Regions from separate parts of the Mus musculus genome. Here region 1 is linked to region 2. The links are chromatin contacts, called in public ChIA-PET maps. All regions are on one chromosome and are shown on one strand. Each heading gives the region's core, a stretch centred on a gene start, on an enhancer-like site or on the middle of the called end of the contact. The rest is flanking DNA. Distances are from core to core; before and after follow the strand shown. Region 1 overlaps Tbc1d22a (TBC1 domain family, member 22a). Region 2 holds the start of Tbc1d22a (TBC1 domain family, member 22a).

Region 1 (3,317 bases), core at 375-2,874, 36 kb after region 2:
GACTAGAGGTTTTCCAAGCATGCCCTGGTGACCTAGTGAAGTTCATGCTTGTCTAGTTGAACATCTACTTTGTCATCTCTAGTTTTACTAATCTGTGCCTTTATACTCTCTTGATTAGTTTATCTAATGGATCGTCAATCTTGTTTACCTTTTCAAAAAGCCAGCTCTGTCACTGCTAGGATATTTGCTTGTTTCATTGCTTCTGGCCCTCATCTTTATTGTTTCTTTCTGTCTACTGTGTTTGGATTGGCTTGTTCTTGCTTTCCTAAGTTCTTTAAATTATTTCTATTTCATTTTATGACTATGAGACTCTTACCTGGATACCTGTCTGCATGCCATGTTCATGCCTGGTGCCCACGGAGGCCAGAAGAGGACATCAGACATCTTTGAGTTACAGACACTTGTGAGCTGCCATGTGGGTGCTGGGAATCCAACCTGGGTGCTCTGGGAGAGCCGTTGGTACTCTTAACTGCTGAGCCATCGCTCCAGTACTTTGTTTTTCTAAGTTTTTAACATGTATCATTAAATTATTTATTTGAGGTACTTGCAATTTTCTTTTAAATCAGCTGTAAACTCCCCCTTTGAACTACTTTCACTGCGCCCATAGGCAATAACCTATGAGGTTTTATAGCTTTACATTTTAGCAATTTAACTTTTCTCTCTTTAATCTGATGATTGTTAGGTGTGTGTCAGTCTCCATGGATGCCGTGTTTGTTTGCAGTCTCTCTTGCTGTTGGTTTCTGCTCTGTAGTCCATTGTGATCAGATGGACTGCAAGAAAGCCTTTCAGTTTTCTTGATCCAGCGTGTCCACACTCTGATAATAGTCTGTCTTCTACTTGATCTGTTTTATTGGTGAGGTCTCCACTGAGTTATTTTTGACTTACTTCAATTTGATTTTTTTCAGTATTTATATTTATTGAATTCATCCTTCATTTGCTGTATTGACATCTTTATTTTGTTCAGCTCTTTGTATTGTCTTTGAATTCATTCAGGAGTTCATGTCCTCTTTGATTTTGCCAACATTCTTAAAACCGTTCCTTTGAATTCTCTGGCATCCATCTGATTCATTCTCACTGAGGTCTGTTGTTGTTCCGTTGAAGGAGTCACATCACTCTGACTTCATGTTTCTGCATTGGGACTTGTCCATCTGGGGTTTGGTTGTTGGTTATGTATTTGTTTTTTTTTTTTTTTTAAGATTTATTTATTTATTATATGTGTACACTGTAGCTGTCTTCAGACACTCCAGAAGAGGGCATCAGATTTTTTTTTTGTTACAGATGGTTGTGAGCCACCATGTGGTTGCTGGGATTTGAACTTTGGACCTTTGGAAGAGCAGTCGGTGCTCTTAACTGCTGAGCCATCTCACCAGCCCTGTATTTGGTTTTTATTTAATTTCTTTGTGGTGTTGGAGAACAACCTAGGGCCTTCATGCTGAGCTGTGGGCCCAGTCCCAGAATTTTCTTTAATCACCTGCATGCTTTTGGTTGGGTTTGCGGTGTCTAGGTGGAACTAGCTTATACTCCTGAGGTGCCACTCCCCTCCGCATGCTGACCAGGGCTGTTACGGGACTGGTGGGCATGTAGTGCCTCAGTGAAGAAAATGAGGTTGCTTATGTTGTTGGTTTCTGCCTCAGACAGCAGGGGTCAGCCTTCCCTTAGGAGTGGTCCAGCCCTTAGCCTGGGAGTCACTTCTGAGTATTCGTCCCAGCTTCTGCTTCTTTCGGTTTGCTTCGAGGCTCTGCTGTGGCTTAGCCTACACTTGTACTTACCCTTGTGCCGGGTATGTTCTTGTTACCAGCGCTGTCTCAGCTTGAGCATGACTGCAGGGTGCTCCACGGCTCTGTGGTTCTCTGGGTCTCACTTTCTAAGTGGGTGGAAGGGATCCTCGCTGAGTTTCAGGACAGGCCAGCTCCTTCTGTGAGGTGCCATATGACTGTTCTGGGGTGCATCTCCCAGTGGTGCCGGGTGATTAGTTTTCAGATTCCCTCGGGATCTGCTACCTCCTTGCTCCAGTGATGATGGAGCTTACAATGCTGCTTCTGCTTCTTTGGCTTATTGGTCTCTCCATGAAAACTTTGTTTTCAGTGATTTTGCTTATGGGGTTTTTGTTCCTTTTATCTACTGGCCCTGGGCAGGGGAAGGGAGCTCTCCTCTTCGTGCTTCAGTCCACCATTCTAGATCATCGTCTGTTTGTGTAAACTAGAAACTCAGTATCTCCGTGCTTACCTAATCTCCACAGTCCACTCTGTGCGGTGTTGCTCCTCCTTACCAGACGTTGACGGCTCAGATCCATCATTTTCTTCCAGATTCCTAGGGACACCAGAGTGCTGCTGGTCTCTAGTCTGCTGTCCTCTGCCCTTGCCTAGTAATGGAAAGCAGACTTTTGAGTGGAGTCATGGACTGTCCAGCTATCTGGAGTGATGTTGGTGATGTGGATGGTACTGGTGAGGATGTGGTAATCAAGGTCGATGGTAATGACAGAGAAGAAGATGATGGCAGTGCTGCTGCTGCAGCTGACAGTGCTGATGGTGACAGTGCTGGTGGTGACAGTGCTGGTGGTGACAGTGCTGATGGGGACAGTGCTGATGGTGACAGTGCTGATGGTGACAGTGCTGATGGTGACAGTGCTGATGGTGACAGTGCTGATGGGGACAGTGCTGATGGGGACAGTGCTGATGGTGACAGTGCTGATGGGGACAGTGCTGATGGTGACAGATGTCTGCACGTATCTGTATGCCTTTGTTGTATATGGGAAGGTCAGGAGTGTCTGCTGATTCCATTGTGTGGGTGTCATGTCCAGGACAGGCTTTCTGATGAAGCCTTAGACTGTGTTGAAATGGTCTCAAAGGGAGACATTCACAGTGCCCAATGTTGACAGCAGAATAACACTTTCTCCAGATGAGGAATTCAAGACAGGTGGTGAATGCCAGGCTGCTGTCACAGGACACTGCACTGGGCACCTCATAGGACCCACATTGCTTTCCAAGATCAGGGGTGGGCTGAGGGTTCTTCTGGTGAGGCCTGTCCTCTTTGTTGAAGATGTCACTTAAACTTTGTCCCCATATGGCTTTGCTTTTGTATATGTACGGAAAGAGAAATAGAGCAAGACACAGAGAAGGAGCAAGGATGGAGACAGGACAGTGCTAGAGTTAGAGAAAGAGAGAGGGAGGAGGGAGACAAGGAGAGAGGGAAGGAAGAGGGGGCCAGAGGAGGGGAAAGGAGGAGGGAAAGGGAAGAGGAGGGAGAGAAGTGAGCGAGTTAGAGTTAGTGATAGAGACAGGGAGGTTGGAGGGAGAAAGCTAGAGTTAGAGAAGGAG
Region 2 (3,189 bases), core at 394-2,893:
GAGCAGTCGGGTGCTCTTACCCACTGAGCCATCTCACCAGCCCCATAGCACCCAATTTTTAATTTCCATTCTCCTGCCTCCCTCTTGAGAAGCTGGGCCATAGCTATGTACCACTAAAGTTTTATTTCAAAGAGCTCTCGAGGCAGTGCTAGGACATGATTATTAATCTTAGTTTTGCTAGGTCTCTCAAATTCTAAGGATTATTAGAAGTAGGATTCCAAGGAGAAGCCAAGGCTATGTTCCATAAGTTGTGCCTGAAGGGGTCACCTAGGACCTGTTGACATTGTCCCTGGTATTTCCTGAAGTTTCTATGCTTGTGTCAAAAGGGATTCCTAGAGAGCCCGGTATTGTCATCCAGACAGCAAACATTTGGGATGTACTATTTCAGTTCCTAAGGCTCCGGCTGTGCAGGAAATGAAGAGGAACAGGTGCCACCCCTTTCTGCAGAGTCAAAGTGGAGTCAGGTAGCTGCTGCAGTCTAAAAGGAGCTGCAGAAGGCTTTACTCTTAAAGAATGGGAACAAAGTTGAGATACAGGGCTCTAGGCCATTGACCCTGCTCTGAGTACTGAGGATAAGTCTGGCATACAACTGGGCTAAGCTATATAAGGTTCTTTAGTGTGATTTCTTGCATCCACCATGTGCTAACCCAACACCACTTTCAATATGTCTAGAAGTCTGGGTCTTGAGAATATAGTCAGGGCCTGGGTTAAACAGGAAGACCATATCAAAAGCAGAAAAAGTGCACGAGACAGCTGTCGTGAATATGTTTCTCAGTAGTAAAGGCCACAAGTTGGCATTACCAGTGTTTCACTAAAGCTCCGGCCTGAGATGCCAGCCTCTCACCCTTGAGTCTAAGATCATAGAAATTTTACACCAATCACGTAAGTAATTTCAAGTAGCTACACTACACAGCAAAAAGTGAAAGTAAACATAACAATATATTCTACAGAACCCAATATATATAAAGTATCATTTAATGTAAACTTATAATTAACATTTCCGTATTAAGATTTTTGGATCTTGAATGTATCTTACAATTAAGCACACTTTACTGCGGTCTTGGAAGCACGCAAGCGCCGGCAAGATGAAGTCTTCGTGTCTCCGTGCCTATTCGTTTTTCAGCTGAAGCCCAGGCAGATCCCCGCCATCGCTTCAGATGTGCTCCGGTGGAAGTCGCTTCCTTCACCTCACTGTGCAGTGTTTACTGATCCGGGGTCAATGCCCTGGCGATGAGGCTTGGACCACACTACAGCGGGAGAAGCTCTCCATCCTCCCGCTCGCCTGTCCGCCCGCAGCAGGGTCCCGATCTGCCTGTGCTCCTTCTGGTTCTCGGTACTTGCTGGTTGGCTGCGAGCAAATAAGACCGACTCGGACCCCAGACGCACGCGGCTCCGGAGTTCATGGCCGGGGATCAGAGGCCGGGATCCAGAGACCTCAGTCCGTGCCGCTCGACCCGAGCGCTCTCAGCGCCGCCAGAACATACGCAGCTCGCAGACTCCGCTTTCCTCCCTGCGCTACAGCCACGCACATATCCCAGCGTCGCCTTCTCATGGCGTCAAGCACTGCCCGAAACGAAGGCGGGACTTCCGGAATCGCCGAGTCACAACTTCCGGACGGAGGCGGAAGCGCCTCTCGGCTCTACGCTTCGGAGTCCTGGTGTCTCTGAGGGGGCCGCCGGGGCACAGGAGAGGGCCGCTGGAGGTGTGGCCGACCGCTCTCGGGTGTCAGGGTTGCGGATCTGAGGGATGAGGAGCGGCCATGGCCAGCGACGGGGCCAGGAAGCAGTTCTGGAAGCGCAGCAACAGCAAGGTCCCGGGCAGGTGGGTGTGACGGGGAGGACCCGGTCGGGGTCAGGGGTCAGAGGTCAGGTGGCCGTGCTGTCCCGTTGCAGTGCGGGTGGCGTAGGAGTCTGGGGAGGAGAACCTGGCTCCTAGGAGACTGTTGGGCTATGTGAGGGGCTAGGGGAGTCGGGGTCGGCAGTGGGCGTGTGGGAAATGAAAGGTGACAGTGGCCGTACCAATGAGCAAGGAGGACGAGGAGCTGCCCCAAGTGCTTCCAGAGCCTGGCAGGCAGGTTCTCTCCTGCGAAACTCCATGACTCCCTGGGGAAGCTGGAAGAAACTGACCCAGGTCATGCCCTGGAGAGTTTGGTTGAGTCAGGAAACTGGCCAGGGAGAGGCAGTGCCTGCAGGGGAGGTCGGTCTCTTCGGGGTGCATAGTGGTTTGAGCACTTGGGTTTTCGTCTGTCACATGTGGGCTGATGCTTTTCCTTTGAGCGTGGAAGCGCCTTGTGAATTTCTGTGGTCCCACCTTCTGGCCTCTGGACACCGGTCTTTTGACAGCAACAGGAAACACAGAATAATAATAAAAACACCTGGGTGCAGTCTGGAAGCTATCGAGCTCCAAAGTCCTTCTGTGATTGGTTATGTGGCCTGATGCCTCTCTAGGTCTTAGGGAGTGAAGAGACAGTACCCGGAAATGTATTTCAGAAAACTCCATCACAAGATTTCAAACATAGTTTATTCTGTTTTCTAGCCAAAGTCTCAGATATGAAATTTAAGATTCTAACATTAGCCACCTCTCCAGTCCTGAAGGTTTTGACATTGAGGTAACTTAAGTAGAACCATTCGTGAGCTCGGAAAATGGTCTGTCTTCCTGTGCTTCCTAAGAGACACCATTGTGTGAATGTTAAATTTGTAAACTCGGATATCCACTGTATTCAACCACAAAATGTGCTTTTCAAAGTGGCTGGGGCTTGGCACGGGTTACTGACTGCTGGGCCACAGTGACTTGGGAGATGGAGGAAGTCCTCAGAGGTACCCAGACACTGTATTTTTTACAGGACCTGGACTGGGCTTGCTTGAATAGTTAAGAACTTTTATAAAAGCTATTATTATAGTTTATGATGAGTAGAAGGTCCTACTGTGACAGGGATAAACACGTTGAGCCTAGTGCCAGATAAACAGAAGCATGTGGCAGTGTGACTTCTGTTGTTGCCTTCACATCTCGAGACTCAGTTCTTCTTCTTCCTCCTCCTCCTCCTCCTCCTCCTCCTCCTCCTCCTCCTCCTCCTTCTTCTTCTTCTTCTTCTTCTCCTCCTTCTCCTTCTCCTTCTCCTTCTCCTTCTCCTTCTCCTTCTCCTTCTCCTTCTCCTCCTCCTCTTCCTCCTCCTCCTCCTCCTCTTCCTCC

Evidence for each region. ChIA-PET counts read pairs in DNA pulled down with a chosen protein or histone mark.
Region 1: a contact with region 2 is called in an RNA polymerase II ChIA-PET map of memory CD8 T cells, with 16 read pairs. The contact joins the enhancer-like site here to the promoter of Tbc1d22a in region 2. A contact is called at or near these places in 5 of 115 datasets of contacts at active chromatin or transcription factors (the SCID.adh cell line, double positive thymocytes, embryonic stem cells and 1 more) and 2 of 9 other capture datasets (adipose tissue and liver).

The regions. Positions count from the first base shown.
Region 1 is chr15:86,248,802-86,252,118 of GRCm38.p6, forward strand. The region is part of intron 4 of Tbc1d22a (TBC1 domain family, member 22a); the gene reads left to right. Among named protein-coding and RNA genes, the nearest start is that of Tbc1d22a, 36 kb to the left of the region's middle. Within about 2 kb of position 1,625, at least 42 of the 459 cell types and tissues checked have an H3K27ac peak or open chromatin away from gene starts, as enhancers often do. A contact at or near this core is called in memory CD8 T cells, where this site is marked.
Region 2 is chr15:86,212,816-86,216,004 of GRCm38.p6, forward strand. Tbc1d22a (TBC1 domain family, member 22a) reads left to right here and starts at 1,644. Exons shown (of 13, transcript NM_145476.2): 1 at 1,644-1,821. The coding sequence starts at 1,760.